Linked DNA regions of Sus scrofa: all the other regions are linked to region 2. A link is a contact called in public HiChIP or PLAC-seq and promoter capture Hi-C data. All regions are on one chromosome and are shown on one strand. The core of a region is the stretch at or near the end of the contact, and the rest is flanking DNA. Distances in the headings are between cores, read along the strand shown.

Region 1 (2,700 bases), core at 175-2,674, 270 kb after region 2:
GCCAGGCTTCTGGGCTGGGTTTGGTCCCCTCTTAGTGCTCACTCAGTCCCCACATTCCTTGCAGTGGCCACATTCTAGAATGGTAGTTTTTATATTTCCTTTGCCAACTCAGTCTCACAGGTAAAGCATCCTCCAAAGCAGTTTAATCACTTCTTAATCTAAGCTTTTACCATTTACTGAATCTCTAGAGAGTTAGGCTTGCCCACCCAGCTAACACTCTGCTCCCATGTGAGAGCTGCCAGATGCTGCTGTAATTGGATAAAATACACTGCCCTAAACAACTGGTCAAACATGTAGCCATGGAAGTTCCATAATTACATCTAGCCACTAAGAAAAAGCTTGTAGAAACTACCACTGGTGGCTTAAATAATTATCTGCTGCTTGAAATGAAAATCATCCTGGAGATTTAAGGGACAAAGGAGCCCATGACAATTGTTCTTACACTCATATGCAGACAACATGGAACTGTGGTACGGTTACAGGGGAAAAAAACAACAACAACTATGAAATCTATGTTAGCTTCGTTTCTCATTTCTTTAAAAGCATGTGTGTGTGTGTGTGCGCGTGCGTGTGCGCGCGCGCCTGCGCTCATGTGTTTTGGGGAATAAGGAGGAGTGTGTCCTGCCTAGTTTACAGGAGTTATTGGGAGTATTAAACGTGAGATATATTTGGCAGCACCCTACAACTGCAGGATGATAAATATTTTAAAGTTTCTTATTCCTCGATCACCCAAATACAACAGGTCATGAGTTTTATGCTGGTTTAGAAAAACACTTTTGCTTTTCCTATTGCTAGAACAATCAATTGTACACTGTAGGAGCAAGGCCTGGGAAGATTTTAATGATAGAAATGTGCTATGGTGTTGATCGCAGAAAATCTTTTCCTAGGATTTTCTTAGGACCATTTTCATTAGCTTTTCTGACTCCTTTGAAAAACTAGCCCATAGGTTAGGAGTTTCCCAGGCTCCGCCCCCACCAATCCTACCAATTTTAGAAGATTTAGAGGACTGGATCCGGGACCTTCTATACATAAAAAGAACCAGAATTTGCAATGCTGTTTAAAAGTTGTAAGTCAGGGCAGGAGTCTCTGGGCATATTTCTGCCCAGGTTAGTCCTCAGTCCGTCCAGCCCTACTTTGCCTTCTCCCTGTGGCTGGCTGAACCACAGACCAGAGGTTGTACGTGACAAGAAGGCTTCTTTTATCTCTTCCAGCGCTTCCACGGCCCTCTCCTACCACCGCCACCCGGTTCTCTTCCCGTGGGACCCGCCCTTCTGGCGGCGGTGGATTCTTTTATCTCCCGGGTGCGCCCCTGCAGGCGGCGATAGGAGACAGAACTACAGCTCCCGGCATCCCCCGCCTCCCGCCTGCCGCTGGCAAGCCGACCCGGTAGTAGCTCTTCTCCCGCAAAAGTTCCTTCACCCGGCGCTGCTCGCTCTTTAGGACCCCAGGGAGCACAAGGGCCGCTCTCTGGGAGGCGGGCACTGTCCGGGGTGACAGCGCGGGAGCGGGGCTATGCACTTGGGCGGGCTGAGCGCGGGCCCCTGCTGGCGTGCGGCGCGTGCCGGCTGCGGAGAGCTAAGCGCTTGGTCCCGGCGCTATGCTGTGGGACGCCTCTGCCGGCCGCCTGGCACCACTTGCCCCCAGCAGAGCCGCGGGCTGGGGCACGGCCCCACGACGGGAGGCAGCCCCCGGCTGAGGACCGGGGTGGCGGCGGGGCTAGCGGGGCTGGCAGGGCTGGCCGCTGCCGCCTTCGGGCAGGTGGAGCGTGCGGAGATGGTGCGCAAGAGCTCGGGGACGCCGAGCACCTTGCCCGGGAAACCGGAGGAAGACGACGACGAACTAGCCCGCCGCTGCAGCTGCTTCATGGCCCCGCCTGTGACTGACCTGAGCGAGCTGCGGACTAGGCCGGAGGACATGAAAACCAAGATGGAGCTGTTGATACTGGAGACCCAGGCCCAGGTGTGCCAGGCGTTGGCACAGGTGGATGGGGGTGCCCGCTTCTCTGTGGATCGGTGGGAGAGGAAAGAAGGTGAGGAGGTCGGCCCCTAGAGGGAGGTGGAGATAGGGAAAAGAGGTCAGGCTGGTAGTAAATGACTCAGAATAGGGGATGGAAGTAAGGAAAGGGTACCTGTAACAGCCTTTGCTGGGTTAAAAGGGACACAGTTAAAAAGACTGACACTGACAGGGTCATCAGCCCTCAGCTTGGATTTGTGGACCTAGATCGGCTGTCACTCTAGTACTGGACATTTTTTAAATCTTCTCAATTTTATAATGGCATTTTCCGTAGAAATCAGTAGGTCGCTTTTAGCCAACAAACTTGGATGTCCTAGGTTGTAATTGAGCATAGATTTTTTTTCACATTTCATCTGCTTCTCTGGGTGCGTTTACCCTATCTCCTTTGGAGCTGGGAAAAAAAAAAAAAAAGCTAGCTCCTCTTTACTAAGTGTAAGCCGGTCTCTGGTCTCCTCCAGCTGAGGGAGTTACTGTGTCCTTATGTCCTTTCCCCAGGTTGTGCAAGAAGTATTTGATTCAGCTTGTCAGTAGTTCTGCCAGATGCGCCATCAGATTGCCTGCCAGGAAAATCTTTACCTCCACTGGCAAAATACTTCAGTATTAAAACCAAGTTTTTACAGAGTCCTATATTCATGACCATGTTATTGCCTATGCAGTGGAACCCTACATCTTGGTCATAAATTTAAA
Region 2 (2,700 bases), core at 100-2,599:
CTGTTACAGTCAGCAATAGTTAACCCCATCAGCTACATGTACATCATTCACTGTGGTGCTGGTGAGCCAGCCTACTTTGCCTCTGGTCTGAGATCACCTTCCTCACTTTGTGCCCTCACTCAGGACTCAGCTGGAGTTTCATGTCCATGACTGGTTCCTTGAACTCCTTCCACTCTGGTATTTGACATCAGCCCATACCTCCAACACGGCACTGACAACAATGGATGTTTACATGTTTGCCCCTCCTGCAAAATGTAGGCTCCTCTGATTGAACTGCATGTGCCTACTGTCTCCTTTAGGCCTAAAGCATAGTAGGTTAAATAAGCATCCAATAAATACTTTTTGAATAAATCTGGTAGAAGTGTTTAATGCATAAGGAGTCAGCAGGGGAGTTGAAAGTGATGACCTCCAAAGTCCTTTTGAATGCTGAGATTTTCATTTGAGGATATCAGCCTCTTCCATAGTGTTGAAATGACATCTGCTTATGAGCCTCACCCATAACTTCAAGGTACTCTTCAGCCTGAGCTTTAGACTAAAATGTCCACCTGCCTGTTATATAACTTCACATAGCTATAGCTGTGAAGGACATTCCAAACTCAGGATGTCCAAAATAACTCAGTTGCTCACACAACTTGACCCACCATTCCAGTTTTCTGTATTTGTTAATAACACTAACCTCCTCTCAGAGGGCCATGCTAAGAATATCCAGGATGGCACATTTCTCTTAAAACAAACAAATCCTGTGGATTCCCCTTTGCCAAGACCAGTTCTTTTTGTCACTGCATGTCTTTACAGTTTCCATCAAATTACTTGTGACTCTAACTAGTATTTATTTTATTCTGACTTTCATGATCTTTTCCATCTCTGTCCCAATACAAGATCCTGGAAGATTTCCTCATTAGGGCTACACAGGGTTTGTAGGTAGACAGCAGGTGTTCAATCTTGGTAGAATGGCTCAGTGGATGTTAGGATGTTAGGTTTAAATTGCTTTAGGGGTTTGGTTCTTGTTAATGTACTTTTTGCCCCTCTCGTACAGTAAATATAGTAAAATGCACAGGAAACAGAAAATACATATATTTTAAAAATCGAACACTTTATCTGTTCTAACTCGGAGTTGATGTAACAATTAGCTACAGCTTTAATAACATATTCTGCTATTTACATAAATAAATAAATAAATAAATAAATAAATAAATAAATAAAGTCCCTTAGACTCAGCTCCCAGCAAAAACCAGCCAGGATTCAGGTTTCCCACCCCTTCCAGTGGCCTGATGTGCGGCGGGGGAGGAGCGAACAGCAAGCTAGGGTGGAGGAGCAGGGGGAGCGGGATGGGGGACGTCCCGGAAGTCATTGACCAGAGCGAGCGGCAGCCTCAGCGGGATCAGCTCGGGCTGCAGTCCCAACAATAACAGGCGCGCGGGCCGGGTGGGGGCCGCCGGGGGGCCCAAACTTGGGGGCGGAACCCGGATTGGGGGAGGCGGGTGGGACGCTTCCCAAGGCCGTAAGGGATTGGAGGAGAGAGATGAGGGGCGGTGGAGCTCTAGGAGTGGGCTGGGGAGCTAACGGGTCGACCAAGGAGAGAGCGCGTTGATTGGGTAACGCAGAGGGAGACGGACCAGAGCCGACTGCGGATTGGCTGTGGCGGGCTGTGCAGGCGTGGCCAGCGAGCGCGAGAGGGAGCGCGAGGGAGCTGGCGGCTTGTCTGCCAGCCAGCTAGCCGGAACCCCGGGCTAGTGCGGCGGGCAGGAGTCGGGTTGAGGAAAGCTGCGCGGGAGGCGCGTACCCCAGCTCAGCTGCCGCAGCCGCCGCCGCCTTCTGCGACTAGAGCACTCCGCTTCCTTCCCTCCCCTCCCTCGCGCTCCGGCCTGGGGTCTTGGGGCGGGGAGTGGAGGGAAGGGACGAAGGAGGAGGAGGTTTCGGAGAGTGAGGGGCGGAGGGGGTTCCCGGCGCGGGGCGAAGCGCGCGCAGCCTCTTGCTCTCCCGCCGCTGCCTTTGACTCTTCGCCCGGTGCCGCGGCTCCGGGGCGCCCGCACTATGCAGGCGGATGGCGAGCCGGGCGATGGTGAGAGCTGGGCATAACCCTCTTCTTTTTCTAGTCCGGGCCGCGGCCGCCGCCCCCGCCCGGGCCGCGCTCCCCCTCTCCCGCTCCTACCCCCTCCCTCCCCGGTCCAACTCCTCCTCCTTCCCCATGCCTCTGTTCCTCCTCCTCTTACTTATCCTGCTCCTGCTCCTCGAGGACGCCGGAGCCCAGCAAGGTGAGCGGTTCCCGACTAGTGCGCGGAGCCCCAGGGGCGGGGGGGGGGGTTGGGGGGAGCCTCGGGGTGGTGTGTGTCCGGCCTTTAGCAGAATCTGCAGGCGCGCCGGGGAGGTGCGGTGCGCTTCGGTGAGTGGCCAGACCTGGTTTGGCACCCGCTTAACTGAGTTGCAAAGGTGGGCTGTCTGTGTCCCCCAAGTTGGCGTGGCTTTACTTTTTGGGAAGCCCATTCATTTTTCTGAAAAGGAGGTGAAACCCTGCCCGCTGTGAAGTCCTCCTTTTGGGTTTGGGTTCTTCTGAGGAACATCTTTTGGAGGAAAAGGAGAAGTTTTGGAGATGTAGCACCTCCCCTCAAGTTAAGCTAAATGGATAGATGGGCAGAGTAGAACGGGAAGGTAATTAAATAGCATCTTAAACCCAGGAAAGGCAGGTGGTGATAATCTTTT
Region 3 (2,700 bases), core at 53-2,552, 330 kb after region 2:
TTAACAATTTACTGTGCACTGCTACCATTTTCTCTGGTTGGTTCCTCTGACAATTCTCCTCTGGCAAGGTATTCTACATGAAAATCCAGTCATATTTGAATATTATATTCTATTACCTTATTTTACTTATGTGTTAGATATGAATAGCAGTTCAACTTAGGCAAAAGAAATATAGCTAAAGATAGAGAAACAGATAGCTATGTCTTCAGTCTGTCAGGGTGGTAGAAATTTAGTATCAGCCTGGGGCTCCCACCTTTCTCCTGTTCTGTAGCTAAATTTGAAGGCATTTGAGGGGTGAAGTAGGGTTTGACAGCACCTCTGGTCCTTGAGTTGGCCGTCTCTGTAGGTACCTGTTGAGAAACCTATCATTGCTGGTCTCATGCCACATTCATGGGTCTATACACATCACTACAGAGATGTCCCTGCTTTCTGTCTGTGAATTTATATGCAATACTTGAAGGCTCATTTTGTTTTCTCTGAGCCATAAAGTCATTTGCAGTCTCTCAGGTTGTGCATGATTCTTTCTGCTTAAGGCAATGTTCTCAAAAATTCAGTCTTTTTCATACTATATAAACAATTTTTTATTCACTTTTTTTGACATATCTGGGACTCTCAGCATTAACTTAATGTTTTTCTTTAACTAACTGTAATTAATTTTAAAAGGGTGCTTTACTACAATAGAAAATATCACTTGCCATAAAGAGAAAGCAGCCAACAAACAAAAATTGTATGAAACCCAAAGGATGCCATTACATGCTAGTTGGATACTGTCTGTCAGATTACATCCTTCTTAGTCTAAACTTAAGCAATAAAATCAGAAAGACTATCTGGTGCAATGAGAGCGAGGTTGTGAGAGAGTAAGTCAATGGGTTATCATCTCGAAAGTATAATCTCATTGCTGTTCACAAGTAGGGTAGTGGTGAGGAAAACACAAGATTGGAAAATCCGACTCATAAAGTCACAACTAATGAGTATCAGTGACCAGGCAGGTCGCCTTACTTGGTGGACGTTCGTTCCTTCCTCAGTAAAAAATAAGAATCCAACAGCCCAGACCTCCCTTTCGCGTACCGACTGCCCCTCCGGAGCCGAACTACACCTCCCACAACTCGCCGCGCGCGGCGCCGGGAATGCCGTCCGCTGCCTCTCGCTGCTTTTCCTCTGTCCCTCCTACAACTCCCACAAGCCCCCTCGGCTCTGTGGCCAGGCCCAGCCCGGGGTGGAGGCGGAGGCGGAGGCGCGGGAGTTATGGAGGGGGCGGGCTCTGCAGGGAAGTGCGTCAGAAGAGGCGTGGGGAGAGTAGGGTTCTGTGGTTTGAGCTTGAGGGTGAAGCTGGCGGAGCAGGAGGATGGGCGGTGAGTGAGCGGGGCCGGCGTCGCTCGGCAGGGGTCGCGTAGCTGTTGGACGTTTCCAGCCGTTTGAAAAGGGGCCCCCTACCCGGGCGCGGCCGGGGTGTGCGGGTTCTGAGCGGGGGGCTGTTGCGGGGCTTTTCCCTCGGCCGAGCGGTCTGGGGAAGGGCCTGCCCCGGTCACTGAGGCCCCTGGCTGGACCGCGCAGGGCTGCCCGGCCGTAGCTCTGGCTAGTCTCGACCCCCCGCCCGGCCACGAGGTGCGTCCCGCGAGGTGACAGCGCTAGGCGTCCGGCCTGGGCGAACTGCCGCTCCGGTGCCCGGGACCTTTTAAGGTCATTTGAGAGCACAAGGATGAAAAAGGATTAAAAAAGAATAAAAATACAAACCCAACCTCTGGAGTTAAAGTTAATTATTGTAATTGCTCTGGTCTCTCCTGAGTCACTTGCCATTTTCCAAACTCAGCAGCCCCAGTTTGCGAGCCTGTTTTCGTACTCCTTTTAAAGGTGTTTGGTGCGGTCATGGTATATACTTGCAGTATTTGACTCAGCTTGATCCGGCTTGAGTCATTTTACTGCGGCCATTTACTACTGCCGTTGAGCCCTGTCCACGCCTTTGGAGTGCTTGTATTTTGCCCGATTCTGGGTTTTCTTTCTGGCTGAGGAGGAATCATTTAGTTTGCAGATGAGGAGGTTCAAAAGTATAAAGAATGAGGACGGTCGATAGGAGTGAAGACTTAGGCAGCGTTAAGGAGCTTGGTTTAGCTTTAATGGATTAGGGGCAGATTGATATCTAGCATTATTATATATTATTATTCTCTTTTCTATTTCTTGCGCCTGAAACAACCTTCTCTCTGGTTTAACAAGCGTTTTCAACTGTCTTCTGAATAGCTCTCTACTCTTAACCTTGTTTTGGAAGGTTTCCCTAATCAGAGGAAACTGGGAGGAGCCGATTTCCTCTGCTTCCTTTTCTGTTGGCGGACTTGCGTACAGAGAGATGGGACCGAGGCTTATTGCCAGGAAGCAGTGTTTATTTGTGCCTGCACCGGCTCAGGATTCATATCCATCGGCTGAGCCGAGAGCGCAGGGGGGCGTAGCTTTATATACCCTTCATTAGTTGCCCCTTTACATTTTAGCCCCTTTGTCTTCCTTATGGGGTAACATACATTTGATTAGATGGTCTATGCTACAGAGTTACGCATGCGCACACAGATGCTGATGATTCCACGTTGCCTTCCCTTTGTTCTGGGGGGGCCCTAACCACATTTCCTCTGCCCTTTTCACACCCAGACTCAGAACAGTTAATGCTCTGCAGTCTTTCCTTAACCATTTATGCTAGGTACATTGCTGACTCTG

The links. Promoter capture Hi-C pulls out the DNA fragments that hold promoters and counts their contacts. HiChIP or PLAC-seq counts read pairs in DNA pulled down with a chosen protein or histone mark.
Region 1: a contact with region 2 is called in a promoter capture Hi-C map of liver, with 2.5 times the contacts expected there. The contact joins the promoter of CPOX here to the promoter of DCBLD2 in region 2. A contact is called at or near these places in 3 of 5 promoter capture datasets (fetal liver, fetal skeletal muscle and liver), 1 of 47 Hi-C or Micro-C datasets (embryonic fibroblasts) and 2 of 2 datasets of contacts at active chromatin or transcription factors (alveolar macrophages and skeletal muscle).
Region 3: a contact with region 2 is called in an H3K27ac HiChIP or PLAC-seq map of alveolar macrophages. The contact joins the promoter of CLDND1 here to the promoter of DCBLD2 in region 2. A contact is called at or near these places in 2 of 5 promoter capture datasets (fetal liver and liver), 1 of 47 Hi-C or Micro-C datasets (heart right ventricle) and 2 of 2 datasets of contacts at active chromatin or transcription factors (alveolar macrophages and skeletal muscle).

The regions. Positions count from the first base shown.
Region 1 is chr13:160,331,012-160,333,711 of Sscrofa11.1, forward strand. CPOX (coproporphyrinogen oxidase) reads left to right here and starts at 1,425. Exons shown (of 7, transcript NM_001243844.1): 1 at 1,425-2,029. The coding sequence starts at 1,513.
Region 2 is chr13:160,062,393-160,065,092 of Sscrofa11.1, forward strand. It overlaps DCBLD2 (discoidin, CUB and LCCL domain-containing protein 2), which reads left to right and starts at 1,350. Exons shown (of 16, transcript XM_021070662.1): 1 at 1,350-2,255. The coding sequence starts at 2,045.
Region 3 is chr13:160,396,222-160,398,921 of Sscrofa11.1, forward strand. CLDND1 (claudin domain containing 1) reads left to right here and starts at 1,303. Exons shown (of 5, transcript NM_001243498.1): 1 at 1,303-1,352.